2 separate regions of the Rattus norvegicus genome follow, and region 1 is linked to region 2. Evidence: chromatin contacts called from public Hi-C data. All regions are on one chromosome and are shown on one strand. Each heading gives the region's core, a stretch centred on a gene start, on an enhancer-like site or on the middle of the called end of the contact. The rest is flanking DNA. Distances are from core to core; before and after follow the strand shown. Region 1 has its middle 86 kb from the start of Mkln1. Region 2 has its middle 14 kb from the start of Mir29b1.

Region 1 (4,047 bases), core at 73-2,572, 250 kb before region 2:
TTCAAGGTCAACCTGGACTGAATATCAAGTGTCAGATCGGCCAACTCTACATAGAGAGACCCTGCCTCAAACAAACAAATAGATAAATAATAAAAATAAATAAAAAGGAGTCTGGGGAAACCTGGCAAGATCAAGTCAGAAGAAGAGGTAGTTGTACAGAGGAAGCTCACCCTGGCAAGTGGAAATGCATCATACAGCCTTTAAATCGATGGGTGGGGCCCAGATCTCAGAGTAAAATGTGTCAACATTTATGTGGTCTAAGTATAAAAGAGAAGGTAAGGATGAGAGAGAACTATGTCCCTCTCCTCATTTTACTTTTTTATCATATTAAAATCCCATAATGCTTATTACAAAGGCGAGCCCTGGTTCTCCTAGTGGGTTTGTGGGTAGGATTTCTGGTGGTGAGCACAGGCACCACAGCCCAAAAACTTTGAGTGTGTAAACCAAGGGTCCTGTCATAGTAGATGAGGATGTCTTTGATATCCTTCTTCCGAGCCTTGTCCACTTATTTCTTGTATCAGGCCACCATGGCTGTGGAGATGGACTGTCTGATAGAATAAATCTGGGCCAGATGACCACCACCCTTCACGCAGACCTGGATGTCCAGGCTAGCAGACTGCTTCTAGAGTTTGCCAATCCACCAGACTGGGAGACAGTTCACTTTAGCCAGGCCACTTCCCTGTTTGCAATACATTATAGCTGAAACGGCCCTTGCAGTGGACCCTGGGGCAAAAGGACTACAAGCCAAGGATGTGAAGGGCTCCATTCTTTACTTCAAAGGTCCCAGGTTAATTTACACCTACACCATTAAATTGTTTTATTATCTTCCTTTTCCACATGGAGAAAGTAGAGGATACAAGAATCAGAATTAGGAAGGAGTCCTGTTCCATAACAATGTAGAACTAAGATTTGAACTTGTCCCTTTGTTACTCCCAAGAGCTATTTTCCTGGTTTTTTTTTTTTTTTTTTTTTTGTGATAAGCATGTGTCACCGGGCCCAACTCCAAGAGCTTTTAAGAGACGCCTTTTAGCAGGATTGGACAATGAAGACCGATCCTTGCTTTAGCATGTGTAAGGTCCTAAGTTAGATTTCCAGTCCCCCCCCCCAATTGAATATTATTTGGACACTGTGGGTCCCATCTGACACTGGACAGTGTGGGAGGGATGGGAAAATGAGCCTTCATTCAGGGGACTACTTATCAAGGTTGAGAAGTTGACACATAGTTGCTGGCTGAATGACACAATGAAACAGGATTTTGGGAAAAGGGCTCCCGGAGAACTGGAGGAAGGGTCCAGTCAGCTTGCAGGGAATCCAGGGAACACGGGGAGGCAGCTCTGAGCTGTGTCTGGAGCAAGCCCAGGTGCTGGGACACTGCAGAGAAGGGAGTGTTATACTGCAGGGTGGAAGGGTTCAAACCAGTTCAGCCGAGTTCAGCTTGGGGCTGGGATAGTTGAAGGTGAAGGGGGGTGGGAAGGCGGAGCCAGATCACAGAGGCTTCTGCAGAAGAGTCTGAAGTAGGAATGGGGACTTATTGGGAGGTTTCTGAGTAGAGAAGACACCAATCCAATCAAAGCCTTAATTAAAGCACCCCCAAAGTGTTGTTGAATCCATCCTGACTCCTGTACACAAACTCACAAAGCAGAAAGATATAGGAAGTCAGTATTCTTAAGACAAAACCAATAACAACAACAAAACCCTGACAAAAACACAGAAGCCTGCTTGCTTCTGAGGAAAGACAGCCAAGTCCAGCCATCTTCCCTCTTCCACAGCCAGAATGGCCCCATTTTCCTGACTGGAGGTCATTCACCAAAAAAGCCCTAGGGCAACAAATTCAGTCCCTTCTCCCCTCAGAGAAAAAAAAAATTCCAGCTGGGAAATGACAGTCCCTCCCTCCCCTTCCTGTTGGGCGGTCAGCCCAGGGAAGCCTGCAGCCCTGTTCTCACCTCCGGGTACCAGACCCACTTGCTGGAGTGGGAACAGGATCCTGATGGCTTAATTGAGTTAAAAGGGAAAGTGCGGGTCCTCTAAAAGCCTCCTCGATGGCTTCAATGGCATCGGAGAGGCACTCAGGGCTCTGAAAAACCTTGTGGTGGCAGTCTCGGTCCCTGGGCTAGGGAAAAGCATAGTGAATTTCCCATAGTGCAGAATTCAGGAGCACTGAGAGCCAGCTGCCCTAGCCGGCACAAACGGCTTGTTTACATTTTTTCTCTTGGGCTCAAACCCATCTATTTAAACTTTAACCAGTGGCAATTACAAACCCAGGAAAGCCAGACATGGCAGCCTGCACAGGACGCGAGGCGAGTCGGATGCCAGCAGTCTGGCCCTGAGTCCCAGGGAAGAGAGGAGTATTTTGAGACAGGGGTCGAGGAAGAGCACAGAGAACGGAAAGTAAAAGGTATCCCTTAGGGGCTGGTCCTCAGAAGCGGCACAGAGAAGACTAGGGTAGAGGCAGCAGGGCAGGCTAGTAACAGTGCTCTCGGAAACCTGTCACCCTTCCAGGATCCCAAAAGCCTACTCACTGTGACCCTGAGCTTGCCATATTCCTTTTGCCTAGGCTGAGAATGGCACCTTTCTCCGTCTATCCAAATACCAAGGTGCTTTGGGGTTTTCTCTGGTTCCTAGGCCGCCCTTTTCTTACTGAGCTCTGGTTTAGTGAGAGGGGAAGCTCTGGTTTAGAGAGAGTGTGTATGGGGCGGGAAGGGTGAGGGGGGAGCAGCTCCAGAGGCCTTTTTGGTAAGGATTCTAGCCTCATTCATGAGGACCCTGGCCTCAAGACCTAATAAACACCTTTGTTTCCTTCCTGGGTCAAAGTGCACTTATCTGCCCAGGGGTTGGGAGCTAAGGGAGGCTGTCCTCCAGAAAAGGCAAGCAAATTTTCCTGGCAAATCTCCCCTGGGAGCCTTGATGAGCAGCCTAGTGGTCTAGGGTATGCTCAGTTTGGTAGAGGGACCCACTAATACCTAGAGGGAATTCTTCTGCTGGCTTCATATGGGCGAATCCTATGAGCCCGTGCAAAGACACAGAACTACAGCTTCAAAGTGGATGTTTTATACTGAATTCCAGGTGTCTGGCGGGCTGGTCAATGGGGCCAATTTCTGATATAAGAATTTGAGAAACAAGACACACCTTTAATCCCAGCACTTGGGAGCAAGAGGCAGTTAGATCTCTGTGAGTTTGAGGCCAATTCGGTCCACATAGTGTGTTCCAGGCCAGCCAAGGATACATAGCAAGATCTTGACATCCCTCCATTCCCCCCGCCTCCAAAAAAAAAAAAAAAACAAAAAACAAAAAAACAGAAAAACCAAACCAAAACTATGGATCAAATATAATTCATCCTCCCCCATACATTTGAAAAATCTTACTACCAAAGTGGCAGCATTAGCTGTAGGGCCTTTAGGTTAAATTAATTATTACAATGTGAGACCAGGGCCCTCATGAAAGAAGTCAGTGCCTTTAATAAAATGGCCCCAGAGCGCTGTCTTCTCTTCCCACTATGTGAGGGTTCAACAAAGAAGACAGGTATCTGTGAGCCAGAAACCTGGACCTCACCACATACAGAACCTGCCAGTGCTTTGATATTAACCCCCCAGCCTCCAGAACGATGAGAAATAAACTTTGTAGATTATGAGTCTCCCAATCTACAGCGTTCTGTTACAGCAGCCCAAAGCACTAACGCACTAGTTAAATCCCTCCCATGTCAAAGAGCCTGACGCTACTCCTCGGAAGCTCAGGCTGCCTCTGGTTTTTAAGCTTCTCGATTTTGCCATCTCTGTAAAGACGCTCATGCATCATGCAGAAGACAAGCCTTAACTCAGATGCTATCAGCTAATTTCTTAGCAGGATTCACTTGCTGCTCATTCTGACACCAGAGCCCTGTGGGAAGAAGCTCTGGGTGGGCAGAGGCCCTGGGAATTACTAGTAGGAAGCAGAGAGTATAACAGTGAGACAGCTACATAAGCTCAGGGAGGAACAGCCCAAGGTCTTCCTGACTTTCTGTAAACCCTCTTCTCGGTTCCCAGTTCTCACCAGGGGAAGCCATTTGGGGCC
Region 2 (3,742 bases), core at 371-2,870:
TCTTATTAACAGCAGGGTGGTGTTCTCTGAAGGCCTACAGGGGAATGCAGAGAGAGTAAGAGAGCTGGAAATGTCTTTGGACACAAGGATTTTCACAAACAGGTAGGCTGAAGAGCATAGAGTCCAGGCAACAGTTCATAAATTTAAAAATGTGACTTTCTTTTATACAGTACTGGTCAAAGGAGGGATTCTAAATTTCGCAGACTAATGGATGTTACCCCACTGTAGAACACAGGACCAACGTTAATCTGTTATTTTCAATAATTGTGGCACTGGCCTTTTATGTTTGGCTCTCTGGCGAGACCTCCCACCGTTTATCCCTCTGCTGTTGGGGAGGAAAAAGTTAGGGAGAGGAAGACGCAATCAGAGATCCCTTCTCAGAGGTGTTTGAAGGTTTGAGGCCTTCAGCTCGGGACAGCTAAGGCAGGCTGACATATTTGTCCTGCACTCACTGACCATGTGCCCATGACAGTCCCTGGTGAGCACTGAACTCAGGGTGATCAATGAAGTGACAGGGAAATAAGGGTGACCTCTTTTATGGTGGAACTGAGTGGCCCCAGAGCACTGTCCAATGTCTGCTAAGAGAAAGACATGCCACTGAACGGGTCTCTAGGAAGTGATTTCGGCAACAGAGCCAAGGGATGAAAAGGAATATAGAGTGATGGGGGAGTTAGGAATGAGGGCTCCAGGCAGAAAGGAGAACCAACCGTTTGTTGGGCCTGTAGAGGAGGCCCTTGAATAGTGGTTCCCAACTTTCTGAATCCTGTGACCCCTTAGTCCAGTTCGTTGTGCCATGTGACCCCTAATCATGAATTATTTTCCTTGCTACGTAGCAGCTGCAGTTTTGCCGCCATTGGAGTCCTAAGTAAGTGTCTGATACACAGATGGTCTTAGGCCAGCCTGTGAAACAGTCATTCACCCCTCCCATGGAGGAGTCACAGCCGACAGGTTGAGAACCACTGCCCTAGAGTGCGGGGCGAGTTCAGCATTAGAGGGTCACCATGAAGGCAGTACAAAGGGCGCCTCCATTTCAGAAGCCTCTTGGAATCTCTGGATACGCCCCTGGGAAGTTTCCAGACGCTTAGGAGCACCCCACCCTAAGCCACTGCTTGCCACTTCCTGTTCCTATGGTTGTCCCTTGGTGAGGGGAATAAACAAAGGCTGGGAAAGCACTTGACAGGGGATCTGAAGCCAGCCCCTTTCAGGTGCCCCTGAGGGTGACAGTGGCTACCCTGCTATGAGAGGACACAGCTGCTTCTACTGCGGCTCACAGGGCCAGGGCGATGAGACCAGAGAAGGGGCACTGTGACAGACAGACAAGGTGGTTGGGTGGTTAACTCTAAAAAGAGAAGCCCACAAAGCTGGACTACAGCCTTCAAGGGAGTGGGGTGCACAGATTCCCACAGTCCAACCTCAGGAAGGTTGAGACCTCTGGTCAAAGGGGGGACAGTCCTGCACCCCCTTACTTGCAGACCCCACGAGCACCCCATTTACTATTGTACCTCCAGTTTCCACTTCCCGTTCTGTTTATTTGAAGTGCACTGCCTCCGCTTGGGAAGAAGTGAACTTAGACCTTGGAGCCTTGTTGGGGTGGGAGCTAAAAGGAAGTCCTGTGGAGCCCAAAAGTGTTGTGTCAACACTGGTTCTGAGCGTCTAATCTTTTACTACCTGTAGGGACAGGTGGATGGAGTTGTTGCTGGCAGGGAAGGCCAGATTCTTTCAAGGTTACGATTGTGCAATAGCGAATGCCTTTTGAAGCTGGGGGTGGGGGTGGTCAGAGCAGCAGCTCTCACGGCAGTGGGTCAGAGCAGCTCACAGCGCTCTTATACATGGGAGCTTATTCACTGGACTATCCCAGGTGATTTCTGAGCAGCACAGAGCATAGAGCACGTAAAGCTGGGTCTCCAGAGAGCAGCCATTACTCTTAGGCTAAGCATTTCTCTTCAGTGAGGAACCCCAACACCTTCTCTTTAGAGTTTTCCTGAGGTGCTAGTCTAAAGCACTTGCTTTAACAGCTCTTTTTAAACAGTGCCTTTGTTTAAATATCCAACGGGAAAGATGAGAGTAATTTTTCTCCATCCAATAAGAAGGGGCAGTAAGTGGCCCTCCACCAGGTTGCAACGGCAAGGCTGTGCTGAGCTTGCGTCTGGGACTGCAACCAGACAAGGGGAAGTTTGAGAAGTTGGAGGTATTTTTAGCTGATCAGGCCTGCTGTGAAACTGATCCCTCCCATAGTTCCAATGGGCGTGCTTTTCACTCTGAATGTGTTACCTACCGATTCAGACACCCATGAAGAGGGTATGCGTTGTTCAAGGGTGATTGAGAAGCAACTTTCAAACCCACATGTGCGGGCATGGTGTCCTGCATCCCTCCATTCTGCCAAGTGTGTGGTGTGACCAGAAACCCTTTTGCAGAGCTATGGTTTACTCCAAAAACTCTCCAAGGTGGAGGACTCCTGTTTCAAAACCATTGGTGCCTTCCCATTCATTCCTCTGTCTGCTTTGAGGCCCTGCTGGGGGAATGGTGGACCTGCTCAATACCTAAGCAACAAGGAGTTAACTCTAACGTTCTACGCATAAAGTACAACTCCTTAGGTGGTCGGGCAGGACCCTCCCTGGAACCTCTGGGCAGTCTCTAAGGTCACTTTCGATGGTGAGAGGACTCTTGCAAGTAACCAGAAAAGCATAAATTCCCACCTGAGGTTTTACTACCCTTTTTTATTTGCATGGTAGCTAGCCCTGCCGGCCACCCCAGCCTGTGGTACTGTGGAGTAGCGCTAGAAGAGGATCAGGAAGCTCTAAGCCCTGCCTCTTCCCCAACTGTCCACCTCTCCCCACATGTGGAATCCACAGCCCCACTGCTTCCAGACTAAGCTTTGAGCACACTGGAGTCGTACGTACATTATCTTCTTGTTCCCCCTCTGTGAAGTGCTAGAAGCCCTCCTCCCAGGTGGTTGTGCACTTGGGTGTGTGTGTGTGTGTGTGTGTGTGTGTGTGTGTGTGTGTGTGTGTGAAGGGCCTGCCTGGTGATTGGCCTTTTCTAGAAAGGCTAAGTCATAGATGCCTGTTCTAGGCGTGGAGTTCAGTTACTGTCCTCTCCCTCTCCAGACTGTTGCCAAGTGGCAGATACCAAGTAACTAGAATGTTCTCATAGAGATCCAGGCCAACGGAGGACAAGCTGGAGCAGCCAGAGGTTGGGACTGGGAAGCCTAGTTAGGCCACGAAGTCCTTCTTTTTCCTCCACCTCCTTCTCTATGCACGGAAGGAAAGGCAGCCTTCATCACAGCAGGGAAAGGAGCCACCCTGGGTCAAGGAGTATTGTACAGGAGCCAGCCTCTCCCTGGGATGAAGATGTTAAGGAATAAAGACAGGCTTGTAATAGTGGAGTCAGACCCAGCCTCTACCTGCTTGCCTTTCCCTGAAGGTGACCTCCCTCTGGGACTCCCTATGCTCTGCCTGTATTGCTTCCTACTCTTGGGTGTTTCTTACAGGCCCAGCCCTCTGCTGTCAATAACCAGCAAGTCAGAAACTGCTGCTGCCGACACTCCTCACCCCAGACCCACTGACTGCCCAGGGATTCTGCTTGGTTTTCAGTAGGAGAGAAGTGTTCATGTACTGAGCTTTGAGCTTATACCCTCTTTGGCATTCCCATGGAGTTGATATAGTTCTGGGTGGGAGCCCTATTGCCTCCAGTTTAGATGGCTTTAATTTCCCACTGCATTGGCTGTGTGAGGCTGCCACCT

The links. Hi-C and Micro-C count contacts between places; a contact is called where the count stands out from the background.
Region 1: a Hi-C map of liver shows a contact between it and region 2, with 3 times the contacts expected there. The contact joins two enhancer-like sites. A contact is called at or near these places in 4 of 12 Hi-C or Micro-C datasets (frontal cortex, kidney and liver).

The regions. Positions count from the first base shown.
Region 1 is chr4:60,881,851-60,885,897 of GRCr8, reverse strand. No RefSeq gene overlaps it. Among named protein-coding and RNA genes, the nearest start is that of Mkln1, 86 kb to the left of the region's middle. Within about 2 kb of position 1,322, at least 23 of the 93 cell types and tissues checked have an H3K27ac peak or open chromatin away from gene starts, as enhancers often do. A contact at or near this core is called in kidney and liver, where this site is marked.
Region 2 is chr4:60,630,224-60,633,965 of GRCr8, reverse strand. No RefSeq gene overlaps it. Among named protein-coding and RNA genes, the nearest start is that of Mir29b1, 14 kb to the right of the region's middle. Within about 2 kb of position 1,620, at least 27 of the 93 cell types and tissues checked have an H3K27ac peak or open chromatin away from gene starts, as enhancers often do. A contact at or near this core is called in kidney and liver, where this site is marked.